Regions from separate parts of the Mus musculus genome. Here regions 1 and 2 are each linked to region 3. Evidence: chromatin contacts called from public HiChIP or PLAC-seq data. All regions are on one chromosome and are shown on one strand. The core of a region is the stretch at or near the end of the contact, and the rest is flanking DNA. Distances in the headings are between cores, read along the strand shown. Region 1 holds the start of 4930543E12Rik (RIKEN cDNA 4930543E12 gene). Region 2 overlaps Tead1 (TEA domain family member 1). Region 3 holds the start of Mical2 (microtubule associated monooxygenase, calponin and LIM domain containing 2).

What was found. HiChIP or PLAC-seq counts read pairs in DNA pulled down with a chosen protein or histone mark.
Region 1: a contact with region 3 is called in an H3K4me3 HiChIP or PLAC-seq map of embryonic midbrain, with 6 times the contacts expected there. The contact joins the promoter of 4930543E12Rik here to the promoter of Mical2 in region 3. A contact is called at or near these places in 1 of 39 promoter capture datasets (embryonic stem cells), 2 of 115 datasets of contacts at active chromatin or transcription factors (embryonic midbrain and pancreatic cancer cells) and 1 of 9 other capture datasets (embryonic stem cells).
Region 2: a contact with region 3 is called in an H3K4me3 HiChIP or PLAC-seq map of stem cell-derived neural progenitor cells, with 3 times the contacts expected there. The contact joins the enhancer-like site here to the promoter of Mical2 in region 3. A contact is called at or near these places in 3 of 39 promoter capture datasets (embryonic stem cells, liver and stem cell-derived epiblast-like cells), 2 of 484 Hi-C or Micro-C datasets (cardiomyocytes and embryonic stem cells) and 4 of 115 datasets of contacts at active chromatin or transcription factors (astrocytes, forebrain, neural tube and 1 more).

The regions. Positions count from the first base shown.
Region 1 is chr7:113,140,463-113,143,715 of GRCm38.p6, forward strand. It overlaps 4930543E12Rik (RIKEN cDNA 4930543E12 gene), which reads right to left and starts at 1,553. Exons shown (of 6, transcript NR_045978.1): 1 at 1,357-1,553; 2 at 432-527.
Region 2 is chr7:112,882,289-112,885,522 of GRCm38.p6, forward strand. The region is part of intron 10 of Tead1 (TEA domain family member 1); the gene reads left to right. Among named protein-coding and RNA genes, the nearest start is that of Rassf10, 70 kb to the right of the region's middle. Within about 2 kb of position 1,658, at least 112 of the 459 cell types and tissues checked have an H3K27ac peak or open chromatin away from gene starts, as enhancers often do. A contact at or near this core is called in astrocytes, forebrain and stem cell-derived neural progenitor cells, where this site is marked.
Region 3 is chr7:112,224,368-112,227,418 of GRCm38.p6, forward strand. Mical2 (microtubule associated monooxygenase, calponin and LIM domain containing 2) reads left to right here and starts at 1,469. Exons shown (of 26, transcript NM_001193305.1): 1 at 1,469-1,654.

The DNA.
Region 1 (3,253 bases), core at 303-2,802, 920 kb after region 3:
CCTTAGCACCACTTCTCACTCAACAGACACAGCACCTCCATCATTCCTGGAAGGCGTGGAGACTGAAGACCAAGAAAAAGCACAAACCAATAAAAGCTGACGTGGAGCTTAGGTCTGTCTAAGCCAGAAGGGTGCTGTAGCAATGTTACCCTGTTTGTTCTGGGTTCAATAGAAGACAGGCCCACCAAAATTGGGTGCTGATCTTTTGTATACATGTGATCTATGCACGTGTTCCTGTGATGTTCCTATGGGGTATATACTGTGTGTTCAGTTGCATGTACACCTGTGTTTACATTCTTGGGGAGGTCAGAGGTCAATGACAAATATCTTTAATTGTTCTCCACTTGATTGATCATCAGTGCTTTGGAGGTTTAACATATGTTTTTTTTTTAAAGAGTTTTTTTATGTCTATGAGTGTTTTGCTTGCATACCTGATGCCCTGGGAGAAGAGACGAGGGAGTCAGATCCTTGGAGTTAGAGCTGCAGTTCTGGATGGATGTAGGTACTAGAAATTGAACCCAGGTTCTCTGCAAGATAAGGAAGAATTCTTATCTTCAAAGCCATCTCTCCAGCCCCACCATTTTGGGTCTTGAAGACAGGGTCTCATAGAACCCAGACTGATCCTGCTGTTTCTGTCTCCCACAGGTTGGCTTATAGGCACTAACCACCACACCTAGATTTCCATCTTCTTTTTTTAAAACAGTCTTCTATTGAATTTGACACTCACAGATCCAGCTAGATTGGCTGGCCAATTAACTCTGAAATTGACTGATTCCACCCTTAACCCCCCAGTGCTGGGATTGTAGATATGTACCACACGCAGCTTTGAGATGGATTCTGGGATCTGAATCCAGGTTCTCTTGCATGTGTGTCACACTCTCCTCACTGAGCCACCTCCCAGCCTTGAACACCCATCCTTGACAAGACAAGATGTGGGCAAGGACAGCATCCCTGGGAAAACACGGTATTCTCCTTTCTGGTTTGTGGCTGTGACAAAACACTGACTAAAAGCAACGTAGGGAGGGGAAAGGGATTATTTGGCTTATGGGTCACAGTTCATCACTGAGGGAAGTCAGGGCAGGAACTCAAGGTAGGAACCTGGAGGCAGGAGGTAAAGCAAAGAAGACAGAGAAACGCTGCCTACTGGTTTCCCTGCGTCTTTCTCTGTTTCCTTTCTTACACAACCTAGGACCATTTGCCAAGAGGTGGTACTGCCCACAGTGGGCTGGGCCCTCCCACATCAATAGTTAATCATGAAAATACCCACAGACATGTCAATGTGATAGAGGCAATCCCTCAACTGAAGTTCCCTCTTCTCAGGTGATGCTAGTGCGTGTCAAGGTGACAAAAACTCACCAGCACACACAGTTTTCAGTGATGGTTATGACGAGCACCTGCCCCAGCCACCAACCTGCTCTTTCCCGTGTCCCTCTTTGCACCTTGACTGCAGTGCCAGGAGCTTTTTCTCCTGTCCACCCCCACACAAGGACATAAAAGCCCCTTTCTCCTAGCTTGCCGCTTAATTACAACTTACTGCTCCTTGTCCCAGCACTGCCATGGCAACAAGTAGCATTGGTACAAGAGTCAAAAGCAAGAAAGGTTGCCTGGCAACAGAGTAGTAGGATGAATTCAGCGATCCCAGAGGCCCAAGTTCTAGCTTGGGTTCTGACTACCTGGGACACAGCAGATAAAAACCGAGCTCCCCTGCACTTTGATTAGCCTTGGGGATTGTATTGTTATTTGTGAAACAAAGGTAGGAACAACGTTGGTCTCAGAGGACTGCTGTAAAGAGCAGCTCATTCCACTTATTCTGGGTCGCTGTTGTTGGGAGAGAAAAATCGCACGTGTGGACTAAGCACAAAGCAAACCAATGTCAAAGACAGACCAAGGTCAAAGGCAGATTACTTTCTGAAGACTGAGCTGCAGGAGTGTCAGTCACTTTGGTGCCATCTCTTTGTTATGGTCTCCTTCCTGTAGCCTCTTTGATAGTGTCTCCTGGGAGGATCATCAAATGTGTCAGTTATAATTCAAATGTAGATGCTGTTCGGCCAATCAACTTTATCTCTAGGAATCTTTGATATGGAAATACATGAAAATGTTTTCAAGCTGAAAACTGAATATGAACCCAAGAGGCCATTGAAGAGGGGACAACAGCACATCAAGCAGTGGGACCAATGGGATGCTGTGCAGTTTGAGAGGAGTCATTTGTCCAGTGATTGCTATTCTTGTTTTGTTTTGTTTTTTGTTTTGTTTTGTTTTTTGAGACAAGTCCCCATGTAGCCGGAGCTGGCTTCAGGTTTGCTAGGTAGCCGTATGACCTTAAACTTCTGATCTTCCTGCTTCCACCTCCTGAGGGCTGGGAGTCTAAGCATGTATCACCAACCTCAGTTTAATGCTGTGCCGAGGATAGAACCCAGGTCCTGCACATCCTATACCAACTGTGTCACATCCTCAGCACTTAGGAATTGGGGCCACTGAATATTACCTGCTACTGATTGTTCCCTGTAGTCCCTCAAGGCCCTGTGAAGAGGTCATGCCATTTGTAACAGCAAGATACTAGAAAACAAAATGGCCAGCATTTGAAATTAAAGTAACACTCTGTAGGGTTAAAAAGGTAGCTCTTCATTCAACAACAGACAAGGGGGTCTCTAAAATAAGATGTGTAGCAAATGAAGGCAAATGGCAGACAGACACACCCTTTCCAAAGATGTACCTACAAACACATCTCAAAATGCCTGGGAGGACTTGTCTCAGAGTATAAACAGTCACTTCTTGTTGCTTCCAGAAGAGGTGATAAATGCTTAAATATCCTCAAATGTTGTGTATTCCATTCCACCCACCTGAAAAGCCAGCCAGGGCCAGATAAACACCATTACCTCGCTAGCATACAGCAGTGGGCCTCACGATACTCTCCAAGTCCTTGTTGTCTCTATCACAATGTTGACACTTTAATCAGTTGCTTATGTGTTTCACACTCAGCCTCCCAAGTAGACTAAGAGCTCTGGGGTTGCAGAATCATCTTTTTATTGCTTACTCCAGGGTCTCCCCAGCCTCCCTAGGACATTCATTAAAATGAGAGGTTGAAACCTTGATGGAACAAGCCGAAGTCACCCTAGCTGCCGTGGGTTCATATCCACTCGTGTTGGGCAAGCATGCTCTAAGGGAGAGTTGGTTAGAGAAGAAGCTGGGTGGAAACTGCCCAAACAAGTCGGGATGTTGGCATGACGTTCACAATCTGGGCAGCAGGTGGCGC
Region 2 (3,234 bases), core at 408-2,907, 660 kb after region 3:
GCTAGCAAAACTGAGGACAGGGTGCAGCCATTCCTGTGTGTGTTTAAACATTATCACTGTCTTAGGAGAGCTGCCACTGAACAGAGGGACAGACAGGGACAGACAGAGGGGCAATGTCCTTCCCACACTTGTTTTGTTTTTTGTTCTTGTTTGTAGTTCCATTAAAACCGAGTTGACACCCTTAGTCACAAAGGAACCCTCTAGTCTGTTGGATGCTCAATCAAGATCCATTATCACCACTCTGTCTCACATTTAAAAGTAGGGGGCTAGAGAGAAGGCGGCTTGGAGCGTAGCAGTTGAAAGCATGAACTGCTTCTCCAGAGAACCAGAGTTCAGATCCCAACACCCAGTCGGTGACTCAGCACCACCCGTAGCTCCAGCTCCCACAGATCAAACACCCCTGGCTTCCCTGTACACCTGCACTCATGTACGCAGTCGTGCATGCACACAGTCAGGAAAAGAATAAAAATTATAATCTTTTGAAAGTAATACAAGTTAGTTACAAGTAATTCAAGAAGATAAAAGAATACGATATAAAATGTGAGACAGACTCTAGGCCCAGTTACCTGTCAACCCAGTCTGAGGGTTGTACATGGATGGATACAGTATTTGTATACAATTAGGACATTTTCTTACAGCAGTCAGCATTTGAGGATATGTCTTAGTTTTTGTTCTTTTTAGTAAAGATGACTCATTAGCATTAGTAGAATTATTGGGGGAGTAACTAACACTGAGGCCTTCCCATTTAAATTTAAATCCCAGAGCTAGTGTCTATGAGATCACTGGAACGCTTGTGTACCAAAGTACTGGTGATGTGTATCTGCCATGCAGGTTTCACTGGGTAACCTATAGCTTATTCACGTACAGCTGTTATTTCACTGTGTGTGATTGGTTGCCTGGTGGTTGTTGCTTATTTAAGAGGGACATTTCATGGATGGAATGTCCCTCTTAAATAAGCAACAACCTGGGAAAGTGGCAGCATTCTTTGTACACTGATGAACTAGGTAAGGTCAGGCCACCTCCGCTGGACGCCCAGGACTTCATTACCTGGCTCAGTTGGAAAGCAAGCAGTCTGAACAGAGACTTAGTTGGTAGGGCTAAGACCTTGAGTCTATGACAGTTCCAGCCTGAAGCCTACAGTGGGTCCTTACCTGGAGTTGTGTGGGTAATATTAATTGCATTTTTGTAAATGAATACTTGCATTGGTGGGAAATTTGCAATGCAAACAGACAGCCTTTTCAGACGAGGCTTATTGTAATTAGAGCAAGCTTTTAAGATTCTTTGAAGTACTGAATGTTTATGAAATTCAAATGGGGGTGTGCAGTCTGCACAATAAAGGGTCCCGGTGGTGTTTTTAAAAATCGTCTATTTTGTGGATGTAAATATATGCCATAATTAGTGGGAAGTAAGTTGAAGAGCTAGGCTGGCTGAGTTTATTCCTGTTATTCTTATTTAAAACAGCTGTGGCCTCTGCTTCAGTGGTGTTGTGTCAGGGCACACAGACTCCAGTGAATGGCTGCACTCAGGGGCCCACTTCCCTGCTGGCAGCCCCTTCCTTCCCTGTCCCCATAGGCAGGCTGTCTAACTGGAGCGGTGTCCAGCACAACGCAGGCCTCCCCTGCCCAGACCCCTGAATCCTGTGGGGTGGGCATGCAAATGAAGCAGTGTGGGAGGGCTCTGGGGCTGCCAGCTCTCTCCAAACCTACCCCCTCGCTCCCTAGTTAAGCTCAGTCTCTCAGGGCCCCTTTGCCCTGTGCAGAGCAATTGTCCTTTGGCGCCTGTGGGAGCAGCTGCAAAGCCCGCAAGGCGTGCCCTGCCTGGCCTAGCCTCACCATGTGGCAGGCCTGGACAGCCGCCCACAGCAAGGCCCAGCTCCTGGTGCCGCCTGCCAAGCAGCCAGATGCTGCCATTGGGAAAAAATTGCTTCACAATTTGAAATCTTGGTCCTTTGATCATGGCTCAGAGAGGATGCAGAGGGGAGATTCAAAGTGGTGGTTTGAAAACGGCCCATCCATCAGTTCCCATTACACTGGCTCTTGTCAAGGACAGTCCTGGATGGTTTTCATTTCTATAACCTCATAATTCCTGCCCAGCCCTCTGCACACTCAAAAATGAAGGGAGATAAGTTGGAAGGGTATGTCCACAGGCTGCCCCTGCCCCTTTATGTCTTTACCTTAGGGGTTCTCTCCTTACTCACCCAGCAAGCTTTGCCTTGTTAGCCTGTGACACCGCCAAGTGTCCTTTCTATGTGGGCTGTCAGCTCCCTTGTAGCCAGTTCTCCAGAGGCCACAGGGTTTGCAGGGACAGTTTCTCTGTCCTTGGCCCTTTGCCCTGTCCCCTCTTCAGGGTCTGGATCCCACACACCTAGACCAGGCTTCATTTTAAAGATTTTTTTTTTCTCCCTACCCAAGACAGGGTTTCTCAGTGTAACAGTCTGACTGTCCTGGAACTCTCTTTGTAAACCAGGCTGGCCTTGAACTCACAGAGATCCACTTGCCTCTGCCTCCCAGGAGCTGGGATTAAAGGCATGGACTACCACACTGGACTGATAATTGCATTTTTCATGTTTGCCCCAAAGCACAGGTCTCCCCCCCAACCCCTAATCCATGAAATTGAACAGTGAACCATAGCTTTGAATAAATAGGTATATTGAATAAGAGGACAATGAGGAGAAGCCATGCCTTAAGTGTCTCATGTAGCAAAGGCTGGCTTTGAACTCCTGATCCTCTTGCTTTTGCATCCCATGTGTAGATTATAGGCATGTGCCAACATTCCTGGTTTATGAAGGCAAAAGACTAAACCTAAATCCTCATGCATAGTAGTCGAGCACTCTCCCGACTGGGTTACATCCCCAGCCCCAGCGGTATATTTTTGTTGGTATATTTTTGTTTGTTTGACCTGCCTTTGACACCTGCCTCTGCCCCTACCCTGCTTTCCAGAACTTGCCTACAAACAGATCTTGGAGCCTTTAATCCACTCAGCGTGTTAGTAACTTCTTTTTTGTTGGTTTCTGGAGGAAATTCCATAATGTGTCTCTGCTCATGACTTGTGGAGAGTGGTGGGTTTGTATCTGTCTGAGTAGTTACACCTTATATGCCAGATGTGTCATGGAACTCACAAACCAGGGAAGCATCCTGCTTTGTTTACCTGGGAAAAAGCCAGCCTGCTATTTGCACCCATGTGGACTGAATTGATGGCCATCATCATGTTTATTGATTGTACTGGGGAAGGTGT
Region 3 (3,051 bases), core at 219-2,718:
AAGGCAGGGCCAGGTCATTCAGGTCGCCTTTCCCTGACAGCAGCCAGATGTGAGCTCTATAGTGTGCTCAGATCAATTGGCAGTTCTTCTAGAGATCTTACAAGTCCAGGGTTCTCGGAGGCCCAGGAATGGCTATAGAGGCCTCACTTCACGGTTGTGTATGTTGACTTGGAATCAGTTCCCCGTTTAAATACAGACACGTTAATATGCACACGGTCTTGGTAAATGACTCTGTATTACAGATCTCAGTTCCCCCATCTGTGAAAGGGGATGAGGATATTGAAAAGATCAATCTCTAGGTCTGGGTTTAAATGAGATGATGCATGGAAGGTGTTCATTGATTGGTGGTGACATGGTTAGAGTCCCACCAGAGTCAAGTACTGTCCCTCTTAGAGTCAGTGATGAGTTTTGCAGACTGAGTGGGGTTGAGTACCAGGTATAAAAACGCATCCACAGAAGTGGAGTGAATCCTAAGGACGCTGAGAGGCAAACTCTGAGAAACCCCAAGGCCTGGATGATGGAAACGCAAAGAGTATAGAAAAAGACGGGCCCCAGGTTTGGGGGTGGAGGAATTGCTGCCTGCACTTGCCTGGCCAAGGGGCATGCTCTCCAGAGGGTGGTACCCGGGGAATTCCAGCAGCCTGGAGTCATGGTACTGTTTGCCTTCGCCGCCCAAGCCTGCCTGCTTTCCTCCCGCTGGGTCAGCTCAGTTTCAAGAACATTTATGGACTCTGCATTGGGCCAAGCTGAATGATGGGCTGCGGGCCCCAGGGGTGAGTCAGTCCACTTGAATCCTATTTTCACTGCTGTCGCAGTGTCCGTATGAATTTCTCAGGACTTCGAGCCCGAACCATTCATTCAGAATTTTCGCTGAAACTGTGAGAGGCATGGTCATTCATGAAAGCGATCAGAAACAGGGGTTAGCCATTCGACAGCCAAGAAAGAGAAAGTGCGAGCGACCCAGTCAGTGCGATTGGTCTGTGTCACTACCCCATTTCCCACAGCTTTAGCCCAAGCAAGGCCAGTTCAAGAGAAGACCCAAGCAAGGAAGATTGCATGCAGAAAAGCAAGAAATGAGGGCCCAAGAAGGCCAGGCAGTCCTAGAAGTCCTTTGCTGTTCCCTCCAGTCCAGAAGGGACAGTGAGGCTGTCTTTCCAGCTGCCTAGGCAAAGCTTCGGGAGGCCCAGCTTTCCCCTCTCCCTGGACACCAGAACACCAAGGCCGGGTGTTCGTCTCATAGCAGCCCAGGGCTGGGTCTTCGACCTGTGGCCAGGGTGGGAGCGGCTAGGGCAGGGCTTCAGCCCACGTGCGTCCGAAGCTGCAATGGTGACAGCAACCCCCAGCCTGGTACTAACTGGGAGGGCGCTGGGGTGGGTTCCGCGCTGCATGACCATTGGTCGCGCGTCTCAAGCATGGGGTGGAGCCTCGCCTTCGGAGGCCCTGTCATTGGCCGAACCTCGATGGAGGCGTGTCCCAATCGGATCCTCCGCGGCTCACAGAACCGCAGGCACCCGGCCGGCTCAGCCTGCGCCGGGCCGCCTCGCTAGCTCCGGGCTCGGCAGGCGGCCCGCTGGGTCCCGGATTTCTGCGCCCTCAGACAGAGGACAAGAAAGGCAGGTGTTGACCTGAGGCCTGGAGGCCCGCGAGACCTTGGGTAAGACGGAGTGGGAGAAGGCTCCGGGGTGTGCGGGAGCGGGTGGGGACTGTGCCAGTCCCGGCTGGACTCCGCGCCCTACTGGACGCCCCGGAGGGTCAGGTGCGGCAGTTCCGTCCGGGATCTCAGACCCACCTGCGGGGTGCGCCGTGGGCTCTTCACCAATCAAAACTGTCATTCTAACCTCAGAAAACCCAACACACGCGCATAGTAGGCGCCCTTCAGCAGCAGGGTCGCCTGTCATCGTTCAGGGGAACGTCCCCAAACTTTGCTCTGTGCGATCTAGGCTCCCGTACCTTTCCCATCCTCTAACAGAGCGCCTTGCTTATTTTTATTTTATTATTATATTTTTCTGCTTCCTTTCTTCTCCTCCCTCCTTGATAACAGGAAGTTGGGCCAAATGTCAGTGGCCTGGCCAGCGGCGGGCTGGAACTCGGGCTGGTTGCTTGGCCGGTGGCGACGCTCCGAGGGTCCTGCGCTGCTGTTCCCTCTAGCTTGGGACCCCTGACAGCCTGTGCTTGTCCCTGCCCAGGAGCATCCTACCCTCGTGTCCTGCTCTGTCAGTGGCTAGCTGGCCCTGGGCTGGGGTCTCCCTTGCAGCCTCTGCCTGCTGCAGCTGTTCGGAGAGGGCGGGGTTAATTTATCCCAGGCCAGCCTCAGTCTTAGCCTCACCCTCACCGGCGGAGCTGGGAAGGGCCTGTACTGGACCGGGAAGAGGCGTGTTGAAACCAGAGTACTCTCCTGTCTCCTTCCACATTGTTTATTCTGGGCCTGGGTTTCTAAAGCGGAAAGAGCTCTCGTTTGCAAGGCCTTTCGCTGTCCACTATGTCTTAGGTGGTTTAGTGGGAGGATAAAGTCAGTAGCCCTTATGGATAGACCCGGAGAGAAGAAAGCTGGAGGTCAATTGGCCTTCCGCATTTGCCTCCTGAGTTCTCAGGTACCTGTGTCCTCTGCGTGCCAGCAATCTCCGCGAGGGGTGGGGGTGGGGGCAGTGGACCTAAAGCGTGGGACACCAGGATAGCCCCTGTTCATGTCCCAGGGGTTTCAAAGGTGATCAGTGCTGCCTTCTTCAGGCACAAGGAAGAGGGCACAGGTTGGATCCCAGTAGTTTCTCCCCCAAAAGCTTGTGTTGTGTCCTCTCTGTTTTAGGGATCCGGAAAGCAGTCCTGACTCTGTGCCTGCTTCCCACCAGTTGTCCTGTGGCAGTGGGAAGGAGCTCTGGGCGCATGTGTCTGGAGCCCCTGGCCTTTGAGAGATTCTGGGGACCGCAAAGCACAAGGTGCTTGGCCGGACCGCAGGAAGCCGGGATGCGCTGCGAGCTGCTCCTCACTGTGTAGTCCCCTGCAGAGGGGCTCTGGCTGAGTTCTTTGTGATGAGAGGGACTGACTGTGATGCTG